Linked DNA regions of Mus musculus: all the other regions are linked to region 1. A link is a contact called in public Hi-C data. All regions are on one chromosome and are shown on one strand. Each heading gives the region's core, a stretch centred on a gene start, on an enhancer-like site or on the middle of the called end of the contact. The rest is flanking DNA. Distances are from core to core; before and after follow the strand shown. Region 1 has its middle 12 kb from the start of Gm13219. Region 2 has its middle 260 kb from the start of Gm30957. Region 3 has its middle 200 kb from the start of Gm30957.

Region 1 (4,594 bases), core at 1,333-3,832:
TACTCATAAATACCTACATGTGGTTGAATAAAGAACACGGTGTATTTTAACTTTGCTAGTCTGCTCATGTGTGTTGGGTCCATTTCATATTCTGTCAAGTTCTTCAAAAGAGCTCCTGTTGTTCCTTGTGAACAACAGTCTACTTCATTGTATCTACTTCATGAAATCTAGTCAGGGCAACTGAACTAATTCTTAACTTTGTGAATATCAATAATAATAGTTCATGTCACCTGTTGATTTCCATTCGTTGAACTTCTTTGTGGAAATATATGTTCAAGATGGTTGCCTAGATGTCTACTGGAGAGTTTGCTTTCTTTTCATTAAGTTTTTCAATATATTATAGGCACAATTCCTTTGACAAATATTGATTTGAAAATTCTGTTTTCATATATGTGGCTTTTAAAAACTCTCTTGCTAGTTTTCCTCCCCAATATACAGGAAGTTTTCATTTCCATGAAATAGAGTCTCACTTTTTTTCTTTTATGAGTCATGCTTTTGCAACAGTATCTGAGAAAGTTTTGGCTAATCCTAGGTGCCAGGGCCTAATCTATACCTGCTTAAAATGTGTATGTGCAATATTTAACCCTGAATAGGACTGCATTTGCCGATGAAGGTTAATGAGGTCAAAGGGCAGAGCCTGAATCAATAGGATTAGTGTCTTATAAGAGAACACAGCCCTCTCTATTGTCTCTCTTCATCTCATGAAGACACAACACAGTATGGTGTGTACTGCAAGCCAGAAAGAAAGCCTCTACCAGGCAGCTAGTGAGTTAGTGCTTTGATTTGGAATTTGACTACCCTTAAAACTGTGAGGAATGAAGTTTGCTTAAGCCACAATCCAAGGGATTTGCTTTGAACAGTTCAAGCACATTAATTCACTATCTGATAAAAAAGAATTACCCTGTATTTTTATCTAGAGTGTTTATAGGTTCACTGCCTGCTAAAATCACATTTGATTTAGGGGTCTAGGTGAAATGTGTAGCTCCATGATAGAATGTTTGCCTTGTGTGCTTAAGGTTCTCTAGTTAAATTCCATATTGTGAAAAGTATACATAAAATATACATGAAACAGTTTTTTAATAGAGTTCAGATGCACAATCCATTTTGAGTTAACATTTGTATAATGTGTGACCTATGAATCAGAATAATAAGTGCTCAATAAAGAACTGAATATGGGCTCAACACCCCCTTTTCATTCAAGTAAGACAAATCTGTTTGGCTGATGATTAAGCCCCTCCTAGCTCAACCAATGACATCTGTCCAGTTTTCCAACAATCCAGTTAGTCCAATGTCTAATACAGAAAATCATTGCTTAATTATTATTGAAAATGCCCCCACAGTCCCCAACCAACATCACTTTCAGAGTTGTACTTCTGTGAATGCTATTCTCTCTAATTTGAAAAACTCTGCTCTTTTTAGGTCTTTCTCTTCATCATGGTCCCTGATACCTACTAACTGGTACCCAAAATAATTCATCTTCAACATCACCTTCTCTGGGAAACCTTTCATAAACACAAAAGACTGCCTCTTCCAGGTATTTCATCTGAGTCACTCCCAAACAACACTTTCAGTAAGACACTGTACTCATGCAGGCCCATGCTGAGGCATCCCTTCTCCCTGAGGTCCCAGCCACAAGAAGATTATAGTGTGGAATAGAGTTTATTAGGGGAATGGGGGGGTGGAGTTGAGGGGGTAGAGACAGAGAAGTTCAGAGAGAGAGAGAGAAAGAGAGAGAGAGAGTAAAGGAGTATCGGCCAGCCATGCGCACTAAGAAAGAGATAGGGAGGAGAATGGGGAGAGAAAGGACAGAGAGAGAAATGGGGAAGAGCAAGAGTGTGAGGAGGGGACAAGCAGCCCTTTTATAGTGAGCCAGTCATACCTGGCTGTTGCCAGGTAACTGTGGGGCAGGCCTAGAAGAAATGTTAACAACAGTTATTAACTCAGTGTTTACCTACCTATTTTCAAAGCTCCCAGGATATCAATGCATTTTGGATAAATGATAAACTCAGAAACTAGAGGATCTCAACTAATATAGGTGTAAATGGTGGTCAATTACTGAAACTTGTCCAAATGACAAGTCATACCAATATAAAAACGAATATCATAGAATATGTTGACAAACATCAGTCAGTAAAAGTTTTGCACACCAGAGCAAATCCTCAAAAAAATTCAAAAAAGAGTAAACACAGTGTCCATCTTCAGGAAAAAGAAAAAAGAAATATTGGCCAGCCTAAAACACAATGCCAGGGGAGTCACTGAGATAAATCATCAGAATGATCAATTTGCAATCACCCAGGAGCATAACAGACTGGGTAGCAACCAATGGGGCTTTTAAAGGAACAAATCATGCCAGACCGATTTAATTTCCCACTATGATGGAGTGGCAGACCTTGTAGATAAAAAGGATGCGGAAGATGCAATCTCTCTAGACTTCTGTAAGCCTTTGATTCTGTCCGACCTGACATTCTCATCAACAAACTGGGGAGATCTAATCTAAACCACACAACTGTTTAAAGGATGCACAGCCCACTGGACAGAGGCATCCAGAAAGCAGTTGGCATCGGCTTTGCATTAACCCAGGAGAACATTAGTGGCAACAGTTTTGCAGAGTGGCTCGAGTCATTCGCTATCTTACAGTCAAACAGAAGGCAAGTGCACAAGCAGAGACATGTGTGCAATAAAAGGGCAGGTTCACACGGGAGTGACTGCAAGTATATTTGGAATCAAAAGATTGGATCTGCATAGAAGTATTTGCCATAAAACAAATAGATAAGCAAGCAAATAAATACATTAAGAGTGGCCTATTGGTAAATATTCCAACCTTAGTCTATAATTACAACCTTGGAAGAATGGAACACTACCAGGACCTGTGTTACTTTCCTGTGTGAAACCTCTGCAAATCAGTACCCGTATATCTGCCATCCTTTTATCCTGTGTTGCATCGAATGTCCATTCTATCTGTATCCTTTCCCAGTTTCCTTAGCTACCCGTGTGACCATTCCTTAACATCCCTTCTTCCCTCTTCCTGTTTAATCTCTATGCATCAACCTTCACTCACGGCCTCTGCCGAACTAATCTTATCCATGATTTCTTCCCTTATTCAATATTCTGAAGAAAGGATGGAACCTAGTGAATGGAAACTCAAGATAACAAGACAGTAAGAAAATAAAATAATGAAATGAATTATAAAAGCCAGGGATCATCAGACACTAGGGCTTTGAAAAAAATTCTTTGATGATTTCATGCAGGTATGTAACACATTTTGTAATATATACACCTCCCATTACCCTCTCTTATTCAAATGAAACTCTGTCAAGGACTCCCCCTGGAGGCAAGGAACCTTCAAAGTCCCTCACCCCTTCCCCTCCCCAGTCCAAAATGAAGTGTTGAAGGGCTGGGTTTTGTAAAGGCAACTAAAGCTGCTGGTTTCAAGAGTGCAATGACAGTGCAAAAAACTCCTTCTCATCCTTTTGTTCTTGCATGCTTCCCTCCTCTTATATGATGGGTGCTCCCTGAGCCTTGGCGGGAGAGAGGGGGTGATATAACGTCCAACACAGGGCAAAGTACCCAGGAATCACTTATTCCCAACCTTTTGGCCCCTCAAAGAGTTCTTTGTGTTGCAAAAGGACAGTTCACTATATTTGGAGATGGGGGCCTCAAAATTAATAGAGGTCCAATTCCTGAGTGGGGCTTTCTGGAATAGAGCTGGCTGCTGAACGAGGAGCAGGAAATAAGATGGCATAGAGAGACAGGCTTAAGATTCAGGCAAGGTTTGAGCCATCCAGACAAGGGCTCAAGTGTAATGCATAAGTTAAGCTGCATGGTAGAAGATGCCCTTAATTTCTGCTATGTATTAGCTCTCAGGCTCTAGGAAGTCTATTGAAATATTCTAGATCTGTCTTGTCAACTGGAAAATGGGTTTATTACCTAGGTAAGGCATGCTAAAAGCAAATGAAAAAGCAGATGAAAACTCAGCAAACTAGAAAGCACTATGCACCTACTAAATCACATTGCTATAGTTGTTGTTGTTGTTTGTTGTTGTTGTTGTTGTTGTTATTGTTGTTGTTGTTGTTGTCAAGGACCAACAGTAGTTAAGCCCAGGAAAGGGGCTTTCAGCAGATGTACTCATATAACTAAGTAAACTTGTGGCATAAGGATAAGGATCGCTCTACTCTGTTCTCTAGGGGAATAAATCTTAATTCTCAATTGGTCAATTCAATTAAATGTCCATTCTGAAAAGAACTAACAACAAAATGTAATTTGCATTTTGTTAAAAAAAAAAAAACCCAGAAAGTTAGATTTTATTAAAGATAACTTCAGCATCCTTTGTTAGTTTTTCAGGGAAAGAATTAAAAAAAAAAAAAAAAAGAGCCAAGCCTTCGCAGCAAATATTACAGACAATGGGAGAGCACAGCACATACAGTAGAGAAATAAAGGTTGGCCAAGAAAGTACAAGCCTAAAATGTTTTCCAACATACTTTTCTCTAAATACCTAATACTTCTTATATTTCATTATTTCCAATAAGAGAATGGAAAAGTGGGGCTAAGCTTTTTATGCCTTCAATTTACTTTGTACATATAGATTATAGTTAGT
Region 2 (4,594 bases), core at 1,460-3,959, 660 kb before region 1:
TTCAGCCACTCTATAAGACACAGTTTTTAATACTTTGGCATAGTGAATTTTTAGAAACACCATCAGTGACAATGAAGGCTAGCCCCATTTTATAGAGGAGATATCTGAGACTCTGAGAATGGCATGGTCAGTCAGTCACACCAAGAGTACAAACTGCCTTGTAGATTTGATATTGTATTGCTTCCCTTGCACCAGAGCAATTAAGGAGGAAATGGTGCCATGTCTTTTCAGGAATGGTGATGCTTCAGTTCACTCTCCTTCAGAAGGCTGCAAATCATTCACTGCATCAAGAAGTGTGAACTGATGGGCTCACTATGATAGTCCAGTCTATAATATGTCTAGTTTTTTGTAAATAAAGCTTTATTAGAACCCAGCCTTGAACAGTTCCATAGTTTTGCTTCTAATTTGCATCTTACTACCACAGAACTCAGCCTTTTTGACATGCCAGTGTATCCTGCAACTTCAATAGTTAAAATATTTATCTTTTGGACTTATTCAGAACTTTAGCACCTAACATAAATTCACTCTTTAGAGATTGAAGACATGTTTGTGTTTGTTTGGGAGACATGGTCTCACTGTGGAGTCAAAATATGCCTAAGAGGCATTATATATCAGGATAACCTTGAACTTAGAGTTTTCCTGCTTTTCTCTTCCACAAGCTGGGATTACATGTATGGTCATCATATTTGGCTAGAAGACAGTTTTCCTCAGGAGTAAAAAGCTATAATTTGGTAGCTAAAATTTTGACATTCAAACACAAGAAAGGGAGAAACTATGAGTTTAAAATGATGTAAGTGTGAAGTGTAAGATGAACGCTTTCTTTTTTACTTATTTAACAACTAAACTTGCATATTTGATGGTTTGTAAATGTTGCATACATAAACTATGCAATAAAAACATTGCTTTAATTTTTTTGTCCTAATGAAGATTCAAGTCTTTTCTCTTTGTAACTAAGTTACCATAGTCCAGAATTATTTATTCTCACCAGCCGAAGCACAGTCATTTTCACTGAAATCCCTACCAAAACTAGACTTCCCAGTCCTTGGTAACCATCTTTCAACTATCCTGTTCTATAAGTTTTATATATATATATATATATATATATATATCATATGTAAGAAAATCATGCAATATTTCTAATTCTAGGCCTGGTTAATTTTACTAGAATATTAATGTATTTTAAGTTTATCTATATTGTATATAAGTGGCAGTAAAAAACATGAGTATACAGAATATCTATATATATATAGATAGATAGATAGATAGATATAGATATAGATATAGATATAGATATAGATATAGATATAGATATAGATATAGATATAGATATACATACATATAAATATAGATATGAGTATGCTTTTCTTAGATGCTTACTAATTGATGGATATTTAAGTTAATTCTATATCTTAGATATTGAGACTGATATTGTAATATGTTTAAATTGTAGATGTTTCTTCTACAAACCAACATTGGTTAATAACCATGAGTTCCCTGAGCATTTCCAACCTGATTATGAAGGCAATTTTAGATAAAATTTTCAAGAATGTCTTGAACCCTGATAGCGTTGCAAGAATAAATGAATTGTTTGTTGATTCTGTTCTATATTTTTTATAAATTTATAAGCTTATTATATCATTATTGACATACGTGTGTTTCCATGGAGCTATGTGCATGTTTATGTATATAAATGTCTATTAGCTTATTTAGAAACATGAGTTTTTTCACCTTCTTTATCAGAATTCTTCCGTGTTGAAACAGAATATGATTAAATGTTAAAAGAGAAAACAAATAAAGAAATATAGATATATTGATGCTACTAACTAATTTTAAACTTAAAGGCATTGGTATTATGGCTTCATATAGTTTCTCATATTTTGTGTACAAACAGAAGAAGGTAATGCATGACAACTCTGAGCAAACCTGCTTTGCCTATGCCCTACTACCTCTCTGATGGTCCAAATATGCTCTCTCATTTCTATACCATCTTTTTGTCCATTGAGCATCTCAGATACTTATTAGCTTGGCTCATATTTGCATTTTATATCTTAACTGTATTCCCTTCAGCTCTACCCCATTACAACTTAGGGTGACTGTGCCATCTTCATGAGAACTGAGGAAGTCTGGTTCTCCTAAGATTGTCTCTACAATTTATAAGCTTTCCCCTTCTAAAACACTCACCACACATGCATTGGCATACTTTCCTCTCACCTACACTTCGGCATCAACCAGTTTTGTTCCCATTTTACTGGTGATATGGATAAACACTCAGCAAGGAAAAATTAATTGCTCAGTCAGCAATGAGTTGATGAGAGCTGAGCCCAGGCATTTTTGGCTCCAATTACCATACGAGTCTTAATGGCATTGTGTTGGCATTGGTAAGCTTGAAGAAAGTGAGCCTAGCAAGCAGGCTTCCTGTTCAGTGACTAGAACAGGGTCAAGGTGACTGGGTGAGCTTTAGGAGGTTGAAGGTGACATCTTATAATGAAGATTAAATTCTTTTGAAGTATAAAAAAAAAACCTTTAAATTCCATAAAGCTGCTACATTTGAATAGTAATGAGGTAAGTATCTGATTGATGTGACAATCTATAGATTGCTTATATTTTATGAAATTATTTTATTTAGTTTTTAAAGATTGTAATTGCAAGAGGGGGCCTGGTTAATAGTAACAAATCCCTAACAATATGACTTATTCTTAACTAGTGATGGGCAAAAGCTTTGGTAGTGGGGATTTGGACACCTCCTCAGATTAAAGCTGAAGCCATATGATTATCACAACTTTCAAGTGTCATGTGAAAACTGAGTATAAATACTCGCATGGCATCAGATCAGGCACCTTCAACATTTATGGGCTCATCCCTTTCCTAGCCTGAAAGCTACTGACACCCATCAGCTCAACTCAATCTCAAGAGCACATGAGTAGTAATTAACTTAAGGAGTATACAAAGCCACTGACAACAAGCATTGCCTCAAGATGCCAGCACTGAATGGAAGCTGACATCTACAGAAGTGGTCTGGGACTAATCAAAGACTTTATCAGTAGCCTGCTATCACAATTTAGCAATGTGGGCAGTGTATTGAGACTTAAATGATGTAATAATTGTGTCTCACTAGGAAATAAAAGGGCAACTGTTTAGACTGAGTCAATGAGGAACCAGCCTCATTTCTTTTCTGCCTTACACCAACTTTTAAAACATTATTTATTTCAAGCCTGAAGTGGGCTCAGAAGAGTGGTGTTATTGTTAAAACAAATTCTCGTTAGAAACCAAAACTACCTCAAAGGACAAGAAGTAAATAAGCATGGAACTGATGCTTTGATCCTGTACAGAATTTTAATATCTGTTTGAAACAGTTTGGAAACTTCTAGAAAGGTACCAACTAACTGCAGCAGTCATTGATATTGACAAAGGTAGACATGATAAAGATTGGAGAGTCAACAAATGTTGATGGCCCCATAAAACCTGGGAGGGTGGGCCAAATGGAACAAAAGGGACTCTGCTGGGATCCCAGCTGAAGTTTGCTTTCGTCATTTCATTTTTTTTTCTTTGAGAGTAGGAAAGTCAAATATAGTCCTATTTGAATAAGAAATTCAATTCTGATTTTAAAACGAGAGTGTCAGAGTTATTTAACATGTGACTTGCCTACCTTTGATATCTCAGGGTCAGGAATGATATTTTATTTGCTTGTGTCACCTTTACCCATCACAGAATTTGCCCTAGGATTGCTAGTAAACAAAATTGTATGCAATAAATAAATCTCTTCCATTTGTTATCAATGGGAAATATAGTTGTGTTTTGGTTCTCAGAAAGGGGCAAATCTTGTATATTATATTCAATTATTGGGTTGCATTAGTGGCAAAAATTAAAACAGTCATTTAAAATATGGTTTTCTGGGATCAAGCCCAACTATACCTACTGATCAACTACAGAAACTTTACTTTAGCATTATTTTGTGCTTTAAATTACTGTTTAAGAGTGTTGTTGGTGTTCGAAGTCCTCTTACCTCAGGATATTATCAGAAAGATTACCAAGGGCAAAGGGTACCTGGTAGCTTTCCTAGCTCCTAAAGCGTAATCATGGCTTGTATTATTTCTCATGCCGTCAGGGTCAACATAGCAACTATAGAAGCAATTGAAGGGAAGAAGGATTTTAGCTTCTGCTTTCTGAGGTTCTCAGTTCACCAATAGTAGGAACATCAAGCAGCAGCTCTATAACAATGTGTGCTGTAGACAAGTGTTCACACAGTGAGAGCACACACAGCACCAGGAAGACCAGAACTGCCCACTCTCAGTGACCTTTACCACTAACTGGACCCTTACATAAGCAAAGCCAGCTGGGGACCATCTACTCATACATGTGAGCCTATGAGGTGCATTCACATTCAAACCAAGAAATCAATCCATTTTGTGTTTTACCTCCCCAAAATGAAACAGGATGCTCACTCATTGCAGACAATATCTGTTCCCAAGAGATTGTAAATATTCACAAACTTTAGGGCTACTTTTTATTACCCAAATATGTTTGGCATGTGTTTTCCCTTCTCACTGTGGCCAACAATGTTTCCCCATAAAGCCTTCTTAGGTCAAGTGTGAAC
Region 3 (4,594 bases), core at 1,143-3,642, 590 kb before region 1:
CCATCCTTGGACCCCAGTGAGGTTTATATATCAGTTCTAGGGTCATTATATCCTCTATTATATGTTATATGTTATTTTAGTGGGTGCATGACCTTAACTTTAAAGATAGTATTGCTCTTTTAAATTCTTTAGAGTTATTGTCTCAGTATCAAAATCATCCCTTCTTTAAATAAGAAAATACGAAGATATAGACATAGGAACTTGCAAACGTCATCAACAAATACATATATATGAACATCTAGGTGTTATTTCCCAATGAAACCACTATAAAGAAATTTTGTATGGTCTTTAAGAGTTCCTTATAGCCAAGTTAATAAAATAAAAATAACTATTTTATTTACTTAAAAACCAAATCTTATACTACCAAAAATGTATTTGAAACTTTTCCCACATCAACAACATGAATGCTTTCAATATTATAGTCATCTTTTCTTCTTTTTTTGTCAGTTATTGGTTAAAGACAAAGTCATTACAAATGAGCATCAAGACTTCAACTTGAACAATAAAGTCATAATAAAAACTGTTATTTACTTAAGAACTTGGGACAGTAGAGCCTTTAGAAGATGAAATCTACAGTGTCATCTTAAGTTGATTGAGGAATATATTTGAAGGGATTTTCTTTAAGTAATTGGGGAATACCTTTGAAGACAGTTATGAGACCCAGGCCTTCTCTTGATCTTTACAACATTTCTTCCTGTCGATGAGATGGATAATTTTGCTCTACAATACACTTCTACAGTGATGTACCATGAGTCCCAAAACAATGGGGTCAGTTGATCACAGACTAGAGCCTCTAAAAAATAGCCTCGGATGTGCTTTTTTTCTCTTAAAAATATTTTTTCAATTTTCTATTATGTGTTTTGCTGAATTTACTAGATAGATAATTTCTTTATTGGGTCTAGTTCAATATAATGGTGAGGCTAGCCATAATAAGCCAGTCACAAATGCTTCTCTATCTAGTAAAATAAAGGCTATATGTGGTGCCTTGCTGCTTCAATTTGACATCTAGTGCTAATGGTAAGGATTCTGTCCCCTAAGGGTAGCTGGAACAAATGCTACACACATCAAAAAGACAAAAATTAATTGCCTTTGTGGGACAAGTTTTCATGTTTGAAGTACTGAATATTCGTGGGAATAGAATTGCTGTGGGTGTTTTAAAAGATCCAGTCATTATTGTGCTGGGGATTTTCATTCTTTATCAACATCAGATAAAAGGCAAGCCTTTAGAGTCTCTCCAAATGTTCTGATCTTCTTTACTCTACACTTTTAGGAAAGACTATTCCCATTACATAGAAGGAAAGATGTTTGGCTTTTGATAGGAAATTGCGTTGTGTTCTGGATGGCACTGGAGCATTGGTGCACATCTGTCTCCTCAGCTGTCCAAAACTCGAGAACTGTAGTCTGGAAATTCAGTTAACTATAAGTGTTCAGTTTGAAAAATGCTCTTTAACTAGAATTTAATGCCAAGAAATGATGGCAGTAATTGAGTTTGAATCTGTTTTAAGCTGATGAGGCAGAGGTGCTACAGGAGAGGCTCACATTTAAAGAAAGCAGCTTTGCTATGCCCTGGTACCAATATGCCTGGTCGTTGTTACCTGTGAGGGTCAGCAGAGTTTAGACAAAAATCATGATTTTATATTTTCTAGAAAATTTTAAAGTAATTATTACTGCAACTAAAATAACAGTTAATTAAGAAATAATATTGGTTTCAAGAACAGCTCCTGCTGTTTTTGTTGTTGACAAAGTCCTTTCACTGTTGATTCCCTTATACATGTTAAATGCTATGAAACAGATGATTTGAGAGCTCTTGTAAGCCTCAGAATGGCTGTTTGAAAGTTCATGTTGAGAGACTCTTTCAATCTCAATGAGGCTTACTTCCAAGTTTCAAGTTATATATATATATTCTTTTTTTTTCTTCATTTTGGAGCAGATGCCCTTTGTAGTCCTTTATGGTTTCTTTTACCTTTTCTACTGAGATCAAGTTTAGCAATACAAAACATTGTGTTAACCCAAGGACATCATGCTCAAATGCTACCCAATCTTTGTATAATGGGCAGAGTGATATTCCATAGACCTGCAAAGCACATTGTTAGAACCTGTAACCAATGGAAAGGGATATCATAATTATAACACTTTTACAAAATGAGTTTTTTTTCTAATTTTTCACCAGCGAACTAATTGTCTTGAATGTAAATTTGTATTGTAAATTCTTCTCTGCATGCACATCACTTCAGTCACTGAAGTGATTATATGTCATAGATAGTTCTAGGCAACTACTACCTCAAATGGAGATACAAAGTGAGACTCCAGAAAGAGGCCTTTCGATCTCCAAGTCCCTATATCTTCAAAGCATTATTTCTAAGGAGAAGTGTTCTACATATTCTTTTCTGTATATGAATACACTGTAGCTGTCCTCAGACACACCAGAAGAGGGAATCAGATCTCATTAAAGATGGTTGTGAGCCATCATGTGGTTGCTGGGAATTGAATTCAGGACTTCTGGAAGAACAATCAGTGGTCCAGTGGCTCTTAACCACTGAGCCATCTGTCCAGCCTGTTTTATATATTCTTTACGTAAAATCTTGCAATTAGTATGTTCTTAACATGTAGTTACAAATTGGAAAATCTAATCTGTATTCAAATGTACTGTGTGGCTAATGGTTTAGTCAGTGAGGGAGGGTGGAAAGAAGGGGTTTCAGAGTGAAGTGAAGGACATTAGATGGCAATGGAGGTGCCCAAAAGAAAAGAGAATAATAAAATAAATGATAATAGAGTTCTAAACTGAGTCCTATGTGTAAACTGTCAAGATGTCAGACATTGAAGAAATTTTCAGTGGCATAAGTTTAAAATGGCTTATTTCAATACTTGAAATTCAGGTTAGAATTATTTAAAAATCTCTGCTCAATAGTCAATACTAAGTTTAAGAAAGTAGTTCGTGGTGCACACAACTGAGATCTGCTTTATTCTCTGACTCTTTAAATCCTTCTTTCCTTGCTTCGGATAAGCTGTCACTCCTGTATCTCTCTACCAGTGGCAAAAATGTCACAGAATTGATTTGTGACACATGATCACAATCTGTAATAAGAACACTTTATAAATTCAAAGGCCAGGCCAAAAGTAAGTGAAGAGGAGAACTGTAAACCACATACTTGTATTTTTTTACACGATTAACAGTAAAAGGGTCAGCACATTAAGTTGGCTACATATATTGCTGTATACAGAAAACCCAGTTTTCAGCCTCAAGGCGTAAAGCACACATGGTAACTACACCACATCCAAGGAGGAGATAAGTGGAGGCTGTACCACATTCGTATGGATACTTAACAATGTGCCAATTCATTATCTTAATTTGGATGGATTTCTTTCTGGATGAAAGTGTTTGCCTGTAAGTCACGCAAATCTAGGAGAAAAATGGGAAGGCAAAGAAAAGATGTTTTCCTTTTAAAGAAAAAATTTTCTAAGTGTTTTAACTAATGAATATGCAAGAAGATATTCCATTCACTTCTAAATTTGATTTGATTCTGCTATATGCTTTTAAAATAAAGGTGTCATTGTGTGTTAAACAGTTAATGTACACATTCTTTATGCATACCTTTTTATATTATTTTGCTCTACTTTGCATGTTGTTGGCAGATCCTGGGTTGTTGAAAATGGCTTAGACCACTGAGTCCAAAGTAAATGAATATATATTCCAATGAAAGCCTACTGACTGATGAGCAAGACATACAGCAAACAAATCTCAGTTACTTACTTTTCATTTTAGCTGTTGATTGCGTTCAATGTCTTGTGTATATATATATATATATATATATATATATATATATATATATATATCCCACATCAAAAATATAAATGCATTTTTCACTCTCTTGAGTAACAACCCCACTCATATCAAGCATATTAACTCCAGTCTTTTATAGACTATCTGTGATCCATTTTTCTCTGTACTGCCTTGCTCTGTGAGAGGACAGCAGACAATCCTGCTGTTTGCAGACTCGAGACCTAACTATGTCTACAGAGTTTTAAGATGAAGGAGCAAGAGTTAGTTATACAGAATGGGAGGCCAAGGTTGGAGAACTCTGAATATGTCCTATCTCTTCAGGTTAAGATTCTTTTAAAGTCTAGTAGAAAGGCAGAGGGATAGGCAGCTGGCAGCTGCACAATGTAGCCCTTTGAATGATCTGTGTGTTACAGGAGAAAATAAACACCATTGTAATAGAAGCTGCTTTAAAAAGGAAGACAATTTGAATTGCTAGTGAATTCAAAACTTAAATGAGACTAACATCAGCTCTTACACAGAAGGTAGTAGAAATATTCTTCTTTATGTAGAATACTAAAATGTAAGACCAGGGCTGGTAAGGTAGTTCTGTGGGTAAAGATAGCACTGCAATTACTATGCAAGTCTGGGAACCTGAGTTTCATTCATCAAATCAGTATAAATTAAGGAGGAGAAGACTAAATTCACAAAGATATTCTGTGAACTTCCCATATAAGCCACGATATGAACCAATCCACAAATGTGAGCCCCCTTCCATGAATACACTCGCAAATAATAAATAAATAAATAAATAAATAAATAAATATATTATCACAA

What was found. Hi-C and Micro-C count contacts between places; a contact is called where the count stands out from the background.
Region 2: a Hi-C map of the N1E-115 cell line shows a contact between it and region 1, with 6 times the contacts expected there. The contact joins two enhancer-like sites. A contact is called at or near these places in 4 of 484 Hi-C or Micro-C datasets (the N1E-115 cell line, embryonic fibroblasts, embryonic stem cells and 1 more).
Region 3: a contact with region 1 is called in a Hi-C map of the N1E-115 cell line, with 3 times the contacts expected there. The contact joins two enhancer-like sites. A contact is called at or near these places in 2 of 484 Hi-C or Micro-C datasets (the C2C12 cell line and the N1E-115 cell line).

The regions. Positions count from the first base shown.
Region 1 is chr2:9,338,034-9,342,627 of GRCm38.p6, forward strand. No RefSeq gene overlaps it. Among named protein-coding and RNA genes, the nearest start is that of Gm13219, 12 kb to the right of the region's middle. Within about 2 kb of position 2,583, at least 2 of the 459 cell types and tissues checked have an H3K27ac peak or open chromatin away from gene starts, as enhancers often do. A contact at or near this core is called in the N1E-115 cell line, where this site is marked.
Region 2 is chr2:8,682,777-8,687,370 of GRCm38.p6, forward strand. No RefSeq gene overlaps it. Among named protein-coding and RNA genes, the nearest start is that of Gm30957, 260 kb to the right of the region's middle. Within about 2 kb of position 2,710, at least 1 of the 459 cell types and tissues checked has an H3K27ac peak or open chromatin away from gene starts, as enhancers often do. A contact at or near this core is called in the N1E-115 cell line, where this site is marked.
Region 3 is chr2:8,749,244-8,753,837 of GRCm38.p6, forward strand. No RefSeq gene overlaps it. Among named protein-coding and RNA genes, the nearest start is that of Gm30957, 200 kb to the right of the region's middle. Within about 2 kb of position 2,393, at least 1 of the 459 cell types and tissues checked has an H3K27ac peak or open chromatin away from gene starts, as enhancers often do. A contact at or near this core is called in the N1E-115 cell line, where this site is marked.